Regions from separate parts of the Mus musculus genome. Here region 1 is linked to region 2. The links are chromatin contacts, called in public HiChIP or PLAC-seq maps. All regions are on one chromosome and are shown on one strand. The core of a region is the stretch at or near the end of the contact, and the rest is flanking DNA. Distances in the headings are between cores, read along the strand shown.

Evidence for each region. HiChIP or PLAC-seq counts read pairs in DNA pulled down with a chosen protein or histone mark.
Region 1: an H3K27ac HiChIP or PLAC-seq map of trophoblast stem cells shows a contact between it and region 2, with 12 read pairs. The contact joins two enhancer-like sites. A contact is called at or near these places in 7 of 484 Hi-C or Micro-C datasets (brown adipocytes, embryonic stem cells, palatal mesenchyme and 1 more), 6 of 115 datasets of contacts at active chromatin or transcription factors (bone marrow-derived macrophages, embryonic stem cells, extraembryonic endoderm stem cells and 1 more) and 1 of 9 other capture datasets (embryonic stem cells).

Annotation. Positions count from the first base shown.
Region 1 is chr6:31,370,209-31,376,542 of GRCm38.p6, forward strand. The region is part of intron 2 of Mkln1os (muskelin 1, intracellular mediator containing kelch motifs, opposite strand); the gene reads right to left. It overlaps LOC115490343 (a long non-coding RNA gene), which reads left to right. Exons shown (of 2, transcript XR_003956274.1): 1 at 1-2,286; 2 at 4,474-6,334. Among named protein-coding and RNA genes, the nearest start is that of Mkln1os, 25 kb to the right of the region's middle. Within about 2 kb of position 2,658, at least 42 of the 459 cell types and tissues checked have an H3K27ac peak or open chromatin away from gene starts, as enhancers often do. A contact at or near this core is called in bone marrow-derived macrophages and trophoblast stem cells, where this site is marked.
Region 2 is chr6:31,084,941-31,090,816 of GRCm38.p6, forward strand. No RefSeq gene overlaps it. Among named protein-coding and RNA genes, the nearest start is that of Mir29b-1, 25 kb to the left of the region's middle. Within about 2 kb of position 3,246, at least 182 of the 459 cell types and tissues checked have an H3K27ac peak or open chromatin away from gene starts, as enhancers often do. A contact at or near this core is called in bone marrow-derived macrophages and trophoblast stem cells, where this site is marked.

The DNA.
Region 1 (6,334 bases), core at 1,408-3,907, 280 kb after region 2:
ATTTTTGTTTGGTTGGGGTTTTGTTTGTTTTGTTGTTGGTTTTGTTTTGTTTTTGAGACAAGGTGATATAGAAATTGCAATCCTCCTGCCTCAGCCATTCAAGAGCTAGAATTATGGACCACCACACCCACCCAGCACTGGAGATGCATTTGAAAGACAGCAGGATGTGATTTGCCAGTCCATAGGGTGGAACTTAAAGCCCTACCTTTGCCAGTTACACTGACAGGAGGTGGTTGGTCCCTTTCTCGATGCTTAGGACAGGGTACCCTTTAGAGCCGCCTGGCAGCCTGCTGGGCGGTGTCACTGTGTGGCTTTTTCAAAGCCCAGAGGAATCTGAGACGCAAGTGAGAGGAACGATGCGTGAAAACAAAAGGCAGTGGAAAGAGTGACCAGCCAGCAGGCTCCGGCAGGCTAGAACGCTCTGTCCTTGTTATTGCTGCTTCATGAAAATGCCGCGGGCCTTCTGGCAGGGTCTACAAGGTAGAAGCTTCCTGGGAAAACAAAGACCAGGGATGCGGACCTGGAGGTTGGGGTTCTAGTTTCCCACTTCCCTATGGATGCTCCACAGAGAGGTCAGAGACCCCAGCGCCCCCTGTGTCTGCTGACCTTTCTTCTGTCCTGGCTGCTTTCCCGAGAGGTTTTTCCCTCCCACTCACAAGCAGCGAGCTCTGGTCTCAGAGGCCTAGCAGGACTCAACTGGAAGAGAGGCTGGGTGGTGCCTGCTGTCGGTAGAGAGATCTAAAGGTCAGCAGAGGGGAAGCAGCCGGGCCCTCCATCCTGGCCAAGGCGCGTTTGTCACAAAGCAATGACTCTGCTTGAGATGTCCTCATTCCCCCTGTTTCCTTCTGAGCTCGGAAGGACTGGCTACTGCCACACTAAGGCAGCCTCTCTTCAATCTTCAAGAAACCAGGAAAGGGAAGAGCCCGAGTTTCTACTCCTTGGAAGAATTCTGGATTCACCAGAAGTCATCCTTCACATTCCCTCTTCAGAGTCTCCTTTCTTTGATCTATAAAATACCAGATTGCAAAGAAGGGACTTAGTCCACATTCTCCTTTTGTCTTAAAAAGTGGCTGTGAGGACAGCGGTAAAAATAGACCTTTGCGGATACAATAGGACTGAGTAGGGTGTGGTTCGCTGGCAGCTGCACAAGCCCTTGTTTCTTTTGGTCTTGGAATGTTCCAGACTTTGCCTCTGCCTGGTGAAATCCTAAAACACTAGCTTCAAAGTGGCTCCTTGGGAGTGAGACTCCTGTCTCTAGAGTCAGCCATTCCCTTCTTTCTGATCCCCTAGCACTTCACTCTTACAAAAGGCATACATTGGAGCTGTGGAGGGGGGGTCTCAGGAAGACCCCCCTCCTTTCTCTAGACCCTCTCTCTCCTCTCTCTGTCTGTCTGTCTGTCTCTCTGTCTCTCTCTTTCTCTCTCTCCCTCCCTCCTTTTCAGTACTACATGGTGGAAAGGGATTGAGGAAGACCCCCGACATCCTTCTGCATACATATACATATACACACAAATGTATACACACACATGCACACAAGCATATATAACATCATATTTTGTTATAATTGCTTATTTGGGATTATGCCTTATTGCTTTTCCTCAGCATCTATAGACTGTATTTTAGCATCATAGTTCCTTAATAGGTGTTTATCATATGAGTCAAGGTTTCTTGGCACTTGTATTTCTGTCTCAAGTGTTTATTTTGTCTGTTTGACTGCGTGCTTGCTGATTTTTTTTTCAGTGCTGTGGACAGGTATTCCTGTCCACACTCAGGAATTCAAACACACTAAACAAGTAGTCTACCATTGCATACCCCCTCTATCCCTGCCTCTGTTTCTCAATTAGCCCTGGCCTCTTCTTCCTTAGGGTGAAATGCTGGCCGTTTCAGTTCAATGTAGAATACAGGGTTTGCTAAAATGAAATGTAATTTCTTTCCTAAGGAATTGTTCTAGTAGGAATGTGTTTCAGATAGATCACTTCTGCTACAGGTACAGGAACTGTTTTCAGGAAACATTGCCACCATTACCTCCGAGAGGCAAGTTAGTGGTTGTTATTTTCCATTTACAGATGGGCAATTGGAAGTTTTCCTTTTCATTTACCAATCACTCTGCTTAAAGAAGTATGTGAGGAGTGTTGAGGGTTCCCAAGGTGTGAGAGACGGCTCTGAAGAAGGTTATCCTCCTCTCTGAAAGAAAAGACATTTGCACATGAAGGCAGCTGTGATTTGGGAGCCGTGATGTGAGGTGTGTGAATGGTCCCAGCAGAACTTCCAAATGGAATATAAAAGGTAGGTCAAAGAGTGTCCAGCCAGCAGGAGTGTGGCCATCACTGTGCCGTTTGAGGTGGATAGATTCTGTGCTGTTTGGTGTCCATTTGGCCTCTGTTGGTTTCTTGTGACTGCTGTAACAAATTAGCACAAACTGGCTGACTTAAAACAACAGAATTTTATTTTTCTTCCAGTTCTAGAGGCCACCAGTCTAAAATGAAGGTTTGGGCAGGGTCAAAGTCTCTTGAGGCTTGGAGGGGGCAGGGATAATCGGTCTCCTGTTTCTTCCAGTTAGTGATAGCCTCAGGCTTTCTTTGGTTCCTGGCCACTCCAGTCTAATCTGTTTCTGTGGTCACATGGACTCCTCCAACGTTGTAAACCTCCCCCTGCTACTCCCTGTAGGAATGTGTGTGACTGAACTAAGGTCCCACCCAGATTGTGGGCTAAGCCTCCCCTCTCATGACCCTCAACTGAAATCACGACTTTTGCCATGGAATGCAGTAAGTACCATTGGGTTCTGGAATCAGGCTGTGCACATTTACTAGGGGACAGGGAAGACTATATTCTTCTCTGCCCTGGGCTGTAGTTGATAATCTGTTACCCCCATGCTATGTCACCTGGCTTCCTTTGTCCTCTGGCTAACCCTTGGGCTTTCGAATGGGAGACATTAGTAAATCTCAGAGAGGAGGAGGAAGAGGCAGTGAGGCTCCCGTCTTTAGCAGGGTGCTCTCATGATCACTAGCAGTGATAGCCATGTTCTGCCATACTTCCTGTTCTTTCTGGGACTCTGTTCCCTTTTCTCTTCATCCCTGGCTTCTACTAACACGATTCTGCTAGTGCCTAGCACCCTAACTACCCATAACTCTGCCTATGCCCTGTAGATATGTCCTAACCACCTGATTTTCAAAGCCTCAGTTGATTATGACTTCAGGTTCCTGCCATGATCTGGGCTGATAAAAATCTCAAGAGGCAATGCCATTGTTTCAACAGAGCTAAACTCAGGGGACCACAAGCTATGCTGAAACAGCATGAAGTGCTGTTTCTATATCCTGCTGGTGTCTTGCTGTCATGACTCTTACCTCTGCTGGCCTTGCTCCATGGTGCTTCTTATTTTATTTTATATTTTATTTCATTCTTCCACCCATGCCATCTGCTGCCGCCCTGGTGTCTGCCACCGTTGACCGTGGCTGTCATCTTCCATGTGCCATTTATTTATTTATTTATTTATTTATTTATTTATTTATTTGGTTTTTCGAGGGTTTCTCTGTATAGTCCTGGCTGTGCTGGAACTCACTCTGTAGACCAGGCTGACCTTGAACTCAGAAATTCGCCTGCCTCTGCCTCCCAAGTGCTGGGATTAAAGGCGTGTGCCACCATTCCCGGCCTTCCATGTGCCATTTAGTTCAGTGCTGATGCCCTCTAGTTTTATTTCACACCCTGTCCCTTAAAGGGGCCCAGCTGGGTCAACAGTTATTGTCCCAGCATCATCAAAGAGTAGATTTAGAAGGATGAGAAGTTACTAAAGGTTTTTAAACATGGGGAGCAAGATAAAATCCATCTTAGGACTACTTACAGCCGGGCGTGGTGGCGCACGCCTTTAATCCCAGCACTCGGGAGGCAGAGACAGGCAGATTTCTGAGTTTGAGGCCAGCCTGGTCTACATAGTGAGTTCCAGGACAGCCAGGGCTACACAGAGAAACCCTGTCTCCAAAAAAAACCAGGACTACTTACTTGATGGCAGGAGTCAGTGTGGAAACAAAGAGAAAAGTTAAAAAACAATTATAATAGTCCGAGTGAGAATGTGGGGGTCCAAACCTGGCAAAGGGAAGGCTCCTGTGAGACACTCAGGAAATGAGGCATGCAGGAGCAAGCCAGTTATGAGTTCCCAGCTCTGAATTCCTTTTAGCACCAAGGTCTCATTCAATAGTTTTACTTTGTTTTCAAACAAACTTCACATTTTAAGGGAAATATGCAAATACCGCTCGGCGTGCTGATACTGACAGCATGATTTTTAAGATTTATTTTTATCTTTGTGTGTATGTATATATGTATGACATCATTATCAGCTATTATCTCTTGGAACACACTCAAGCGAATCCAAGAAGCGGTGGTCCTATGAAGAGAAATTGAACTTGAATATTTTATTTAGTTTATGTTTTCTAGAAAAACAGAACCCAAACTGAGACATTAAGCCAATGTTTTATTTAGGAGATGAGATCCTGGGGCAGCGGCGAGTTGAGAGGAAAAGGGAAGCAGAAGAAGACAAGGTCTGCCAGAGAGACAGACGGTATGCCTGCACAAGGGGCTTTGCACAATAGTACCTTGCTACAGGATGAAGCCATGCCTCAGATAAGGTCTTGGGAGGAGGAATGACAAGGAATTCACCTTCTCGGGGCCTTCCCCTTTCCTGTTTCCCAGTGGTCCACGTTCACTCCATTAGAAATCACTTTTCTCACATGCTGGGTCATGTCACCTGTTCCCACTGTTAGCTTCCTCACCAGCTACAACCAACTCGCTGTAGCACAGCCTTTAACCTTGGTTGAAGAGTACAGAGAAGCTAGAAACTTGCATCGGTACCTGTTGGGCCTGGTTGCTCCGTGGTAGAGGGGCAGGCGCAGGGGTAGGGTGGGGAAGCAGCTCTGGGTTGTAGGGCTATCTGGGCTACAAACAGAGGGAGTCACAGGCAGTCATGGTGAGACAGGATGGGCAACTGAGAATTTGGGAGACACTAGGAATAGACTCGGGGAGAGATGGATGGGGTAGAAAATGCCGTTGCATCTCCACAAGCACTAGAGCCTCAGAACCGGAACCACCCAGGGAAAACAGTCCTTTGAAAGCTGCAGGAGCAATAACAATTTATATCCCATATCTGATGAATCCTACACAGCGTTGACTAGTGAGGTAGGAACATGGGTTCTGGAGCCAGGCAGACTTATGCTTGTAAGTCACCCCGTGTGTGCAGTGGGCAGTTTCCTCATCTTCTCTGAGCCTCAGTTCCCCTGCCCTTTCTATGTGGATGATCAAAATAGTCAGTTCATGTTGTAGAGTTTACATGATGCTCAGTATACAGTAGATGCTAAGTAAACCCCAGATTCCATGTCCCTTTATCTTATTCTGAGATGACTGTATAACATCACCGATATTCCTTCTCCAGCCAAACTCTCCTGTGCTGCTCCTAAGTGCCTACTGAATAGCATGAGGTCTTCTAGCTTGAGTCTCTCTATTATTTTCAAGACAAGAACCTCCCTCCGGGCCCTGTGATTATGGAGTGCCACTAAAACGGGTGGCTTCCTTCAGGGGACACATTAGGCCCTAAGAAAGCAGCATGTTAACCCATCCCCATTGGTAAATCGTAGGTAGGACATACATGAAACAGCCTGTGTGTTCTTTTAACCTTTACCCTTTCAAAGTAGAAAGGTTCTTGGATACTTTAAGAAGGCACAGATAGGGGACTGGAGAGATGGCTCAGTGGTTAACAGCATTGGCTGCTGTTCCAGAGGACCCAGGTTCAGTTCCCAGTACCTATATGGCAGCTCACAACTGTCTGGAACTCCAGTTCCAGGGGATCTGGTACCCTCATGTATGCCAAACAACAAATGTACATAAAAATAAATAAATAAATAAATAAATAATGTGCAGATGAATAGAGTTGAGGTGGAACCACATAAGAAAAAAAAGCCCTTTTAAGATTTTTAAAGATTGATTTCTGAGAAGTTTAAAATATTTATTTTAAATATAAAATATTAATATATTTATAGAAACTCTGGATCTGGAAAATACAATTATAAGGATTACTTTTTAATGTATGTAAGTGCATGCCTGTGTAGGTATGTATGCCACATGTGTGCAGGTGTCCACAGAGGCCAGAGAGGGGGCCTGGATCTCTGGAGTTGTGAAACACTGTATATGGGTGGGGGGAACCCAACCTGGGTCTTCTGCAAGAGCGGCATGTGTTCTTATGCACTGAGCTACCTTTCTAGCCCTAAGACTTTGAAAAGTGATAGAGTGTGTATTACTAGTTATTAAATATCATCCAATTTTTTCTTTCAGTATCACTCCCTCCCCCATC
Region 2 (5,876 bases), core at 1,996-4,495:
CCACTAAGCTGACTTCCCACTCTGTCTTACATCTCCATTTACCTAGCCAGTGTATGCTCTGGCATGTTCCAATGCCACCTGTTTCTTCCTCCAGGCCTGTACTTCCTTCTGGCATCTTGTGTCATAGATCCCTAGTGAGCAACAGTACACAGTAACTAAGCCATTACGCTGACTTTGCTCTATCTGCCTGCTCACTCCTCTCTCTGGAGTCCATTACCTCCAAATCCGCTCATCATAGCTCTGCCGAGTCAGGTGCCTCTTTATCTTGCCCAACCTGTCCCCCAGTCAAGTCCTCTTAACTGCTGCCTGCTCATCTTTCCAAGTCACACACCTCACCAGGCATGTTCTTGAAATCTCCAGGCCACCCCTGTGGCACACTAGTCCCGTGCTCACGGTGGTTCCCCCAACATCTGCTCCCACTGCCTTCTGCCACACCTCCTAGGTCCATGCCCCTGTGTACCTGGATCCTCAGGGGAACGGCTCACCACTAACTCCTTCATCTTGCTAACCTCAGTGGCTGCCCTTTGGGGGAAAGTCTGGACTTCAACTCCATCAGGAAGCCACACAGGGTAGTGGTTGAATGCCACAAGCCCCCACCACACGCTGCTCTATGTCCCCACAGTAGTGTAATCAGGCACTGTCATCTTCCTTTTGAACCTATCACAGTAGGCCCTACATGTTGAAAAAATAAAACGTTCTACCACTCAAAATAGCTACTTACTTTCATCTTTAGAAAGTTATCACCAAAGATGTCATCACATGTCTAAGCTCAGCTATTTTATCACCTTTCTTATCTGTTTATCACAGCCAGAAAATGTATTGATGATTCCTGTGTCATGGCCGTAGTTCTTTGGATTTTTCTGGATGTATTTACTTGCAGGAGTCTATCACAAAAGGGTCACACACATTCCTAAACCAGCCGCCGGCTATACACCGTGCTGCAAGTGAAGACCAAGTGGGCGGCACAGAGGCAAGGAGACACGAGAAGTCAAACAGTTACTGCACAGGACTCTCAGCAACAGCCCCACCCCCACCCCTTCACACTAAAACCCCCAGCCTCGTTATCTTTTCCTAGAAGGGTGCAATTTCTGTTGATTGTGCATCAGCACTTCACAATCGCTGAACATTTTCCTCTGAATGTGACTCCAACCGAGTACACTGAGCCTGGCGGACTCATCTGCCCCTCTTAACCTCTGTGGCACGTCCATGTCTTCTTTTTCCACAATGGCCCCATGGTACTGGTTTCAATGCAACTCATGAGCTCAAAGGGCTGGATTTATTTTTTCCAGACACTGTTCCTTTTGTTCTCAACCACCTCCTCATATGCTTCTCCCACCACGTTTCTTCCAGGCGTGTAACCACCTCTCCAATTTGTTATGAATGACACCTTCAAGTTCAAGTGACCCTACCTGATTTGGTGGCACACACAAAAAGTGGTTATGAATCCTTAGCTCTCTACCCAAAGTCATACTCCTTTATAGATGCGCCTGGCTAATCGGACAGGGATTCTGGGCTCCACACGTGACCATCCTGAGGGTATCAACCACTCTCTATTACTTACTTAGTCGTGTGTTCTCCACCCTTGTGTCTTTTCCTCTGGCTCTGTATTTCCACCCAGCAGCCACATGGAGTGACTTCTGGCCTGGCTGTTTCCTGCTTTTAACAGCAGTTCTTTGGGAAGTCTAACTGCCCAGAAGGGTAAGCCCCCCCCCCCCCAACCCCCTGAGAGTGCAACCCAGCCTCCTATACCTGCTGCATCTGGAGAGGGGTCTCCATTTCTGTGGATGCCTCCATGTGCAAGCAAAAGTGTAATGACGTGGTTAAAGGATTCGTGGCTTCTATCAGCATCTTGGGGTGGGGGGTGGGGAGGGAGGGCTAGAATCTAGAACAGATTGATAACTCTAACTCTGCAGCGTTAGGACATAACAGTATACTAAACAGACATGACCCAATAGACTGTACCCTCTACTCAGCCCCTTGGTGGGAGAGTAAGAACGCCCACAGCCGTCACCTAACAAGCATCCCTTACACTAATTAAGGATATGATCTGGACATGGGATCAGGAGGAGGCAGTCAGCACAGCTAACCCAGAGAGTAGCATACACATCTTCAGGGCTATCTTCTCTAAGTCTGCTCTTACACGGGACCAAAGCACTTTCTTTGTTCTCTTCTGAGGTTTATTTACTAGCACTGGTGAGAAAGAAAAGCACCAGGAATCACAAGTCTCTGCACACAGACATGTCACTTCCTCAAATGTGCATCTTACGGATCTACCTCACGTTTCGCTTTAAATAATAAAACTACAACTTCATTTTTATGTATATGCTATAAAAACAAACAAAAAAATCTTAATTCTTAGCTCCCATGGTTATCTGTAGGTCATGTGTGCTTCTGTAGTCAGGATCACACACAGAGTCCTCTTCATAGTAAATGTGAAATGTGTTACACACACGACAACCAGCAAAGATAGTTCTTTGAAGCTCTTCCTTTGATGAAATGCCATTTATAAGTTTTTAAGCAAGAATCAGTGAGCTTCAAAAAAAATACTCACGGTTGAACGGTCACCCAAGGATCCCCAAGTGCAGGCTGGGCTTGTCCTGGAAGCAGAGGACTGAATTCCACAGGAGAGCCAAGAGCGGGCCAGCAGAAAGCATGAATGCTAGCAGCACCTTCCTCCAGCCCATCACAATCCCAGGCTGAGACCCTGCAGTCCTGAACAGCGACAATAAAACCACATTAGGTTGTTTTCCCAATTCCTACGAAATGAGTCAGTAGGTCAAACAACTGATCCACTTGAGAGAACAATCCCTGCAGCTACACTCCCCGCTTCCAGTAACTGGGCTCATTCTCTCTGCCCTGCACAAAGTGCTCCCACTAACCCAGGAGCCCATGGGGCCTGGCAGACCCAGAGTGGGTACTGTCAGATAGTCAGTCTCTGCTGGGGTTAGCATCCTCCTTGGACAGAGGCTACTGCTAGTAGTGCCATACAGCTTCCTCAGAGTTACAGAAAAACTTCTCTGTTAAGACCCTAAGTCATTTATCTCCTTCACACCAAAGAAGGGTCTTAGTGCTTAAAACAGAAACCCAATAGTTACCCCTCTGAAAGCTCCCCCTAAAACAAATAAAACCACTTCCTTCTGCAAAAATACCTTCTCCTCCTCAAAAGATCTCCATATTCAGAAGACAGAGTGGTAATTCAATCATCCACACTGTTCAAACACACCCCAGGGTCCTCCTGCTGCTCGGCAGAACCATCCACTGGGCTTCAGGAAGCAGAAGTGTGTAAGAGCTGCCAGCAGTCTTTTAAATCCACGGCTCAAGTTGCTGAACACCTTGGGAAACTACCACCTACTCACCCAGAGGAGAGCTGATTCAAATAGTAACCTTCTGCATTGGAAACCACCAGCTACTACTGCTGAGAGGTCCGTAATTCCAAGAACTCATCCAAACAGGCAGATCTAAGGACACACAGCTCGACACACAGGGCTAGGTCAGCTGTGACAGCTCTTCAGTGGGAGACTTTTGCTTTCTGAATCCACAGGGCTTACTTACTTTCTTTTCTTTTTAAAGACAAGGTCTCATTTTCATCTTGAGAAAATGTCTGATCAAGCCACCAACTGAAAACCTGCCATTATAAACGAGAGATTTCACAATGCTCATTCCAAAATCTGCGGCTATTCATTTCTGGAAGTGACTCACTGAGAAAGGACGGCTGTTGGGGGTGGGAGGGAGAGATCATTTTTAGGAGACCGCCTGCACTCTGAGAACTGAGCAGAAACCCCACGGTGGCTACCACGTGTGTGGAGCGACCCCAGCTCAGCTCTGAGTCACACCCCCCCCCCCAATCCAGATGACACGCCATGACCAGTCTCCTCGTGAAAGCCACGGTGGACAAAAAGCCCTTTGGGCTGTGCACCCACCCTCATGGCTGCCTCTCGGGGCTATTTTCACATAAATCAGGAGGGAGGCAGCAGCATTTGCCACCTGTCAGGACTGACTCCGCGGCTGGTGAGTAACCAGCCACCGAGTCCCACTTCCTGTGACTATTTCCAAAAGACCCCATGCTATTTCCTTCAGGAAAATACGAAGTGCAAAGCAGAGCTACGGGAAGGAGAGACAGCCCCAAGAGCAAAGCTAAAAGCCTGCAATGTGATCGCTGTTTACCCAGCCACGCCTAGTTTTAATTTGGTTTCCCAACCCCTGTGTAATTAAGACTGCCAAAGAGAATAGCATTTGGGGTGGGGGTGGAGGGTGAGATCCACAAATGCTTAGACCTTCTGAGTGCGTGACCAGAAAAGCAATTGTAAGACTCAAGAGAACCCATCTGAAGCTGACTGGAGCATTAACCCTTGCAGGAGAGAGAAAGTTGGTTTTGTTTATTCCCAAATTTCAAACATGAAATCCTCTTTCCTCCCAGATGGCATTAAACAGAGTCTACTGCCACTCCCTAGGTTCGTAGAAGGAACCATTTTCAGAGCCGTTTATGGGACAGTCACGTTAACAGCAGCGCACACGTCATCCAACACTAAGGTGTCCTTTGAAGCTGCCATTGAAGTATGGTGTTTGGTGTTTTGCCAAACCTATTAGTTTATGCCAGGAAGAAGGGTATAGGAGCTCCTGACGGCAGGCTGCTCAGATGCATGGGGAAGGTAGAGTATCAGTCGTGGCAGGGTTTCTTTCTGAGGACACCATGCATGCTGGAGAAAGGCAGCCTTTTCCTAAGAGCTCGCCCTTGCCTTACATGGTCCAGCTGAGAATGAGCCTTCATTCTGGGTGAGGGGAGGGTGGGGGGAACCGGTGGGGGGAGGGTGTGTGTCAATGCCAGAGGAGGGTACACAAGCCTCTGCAATCGACAACTTCGGAGTAGAGACAGAGCAAGTCCTTCCTGGTTTTGTTTCAGCGCCTTTGGATGTTTTGGCCTGACTCTCTTCTTTCTTGTTTTTGGATACTAAGAAGGGACATGCTGTTTTGAACATTTTTACAAATGGTCATGTTGTTGATGTTGCTGCTGCTTGCCTTTGGCAGCACTGGGGACTGGACTCAGGGCTTCACACAGGTTAGGCAAGTCGCTCTCTATGGGGCTATATCCACAGGCCATCAGACTGATACTGGGAACCATTTGCATAATGTGAACATATTTCACCAGTTATAACTGGAGATGAGAATACACACTCACCCTGCTGCCCTCACCTTTGAGACCTTATGGTTGTCCTCAGTGAGAGAGCATGAGTCTACAAGTCCTGCTGCTGCTATGCTGGTGGGAGGAAGGACGTTGACTGGTATTCTGAGCACTGCTCAAATGCTTGGATAGCTCATTTCCCATCTTGCCAACAGGAAGCCTCCCTCCCCTAGTGTCACACACATACCAGGTTCAAATCTCAAGGGTGGTGCGTGTGGCTAGTCCCGTCCTCTCTGACTGCCGACGGAACAGTCCTGGGAGGTCAGTCCTGAAGTATTGGATAGGGGGGAAGGGAACATAAAGCCAAACTAGAAGGCCATGAAGCAGAAGCTAAGGAGGGGCACAGGGGACACATGCCAAGCAGATGGTGGCTTTGGAGGTCACTGCTGTCCTTGAGAGATGTGCTCACTTGGGTGGGTGCCCTATGGCTGGACACTCCAAATGTGACTGGATCCCGAGGCTGCTTCACATCTTCCTGCCACTTGCATTGTTGTGGATACCATACAAGTGTACAGAGTCCACCCTCTTCAAACAAAATAAAACCCTGACACAAAAGTGCTCCGTCTGCGTAACATTTACTCAAAGTTCTCCTTCAAACAACGGAAACAAGTGAACCCGTTGTGTTTGTGCCTTTACGGGACAGGAGACACAGTGGTAGGACATTTGGGTAGGACACAAGCTCTGGGGTCCAGCTCCT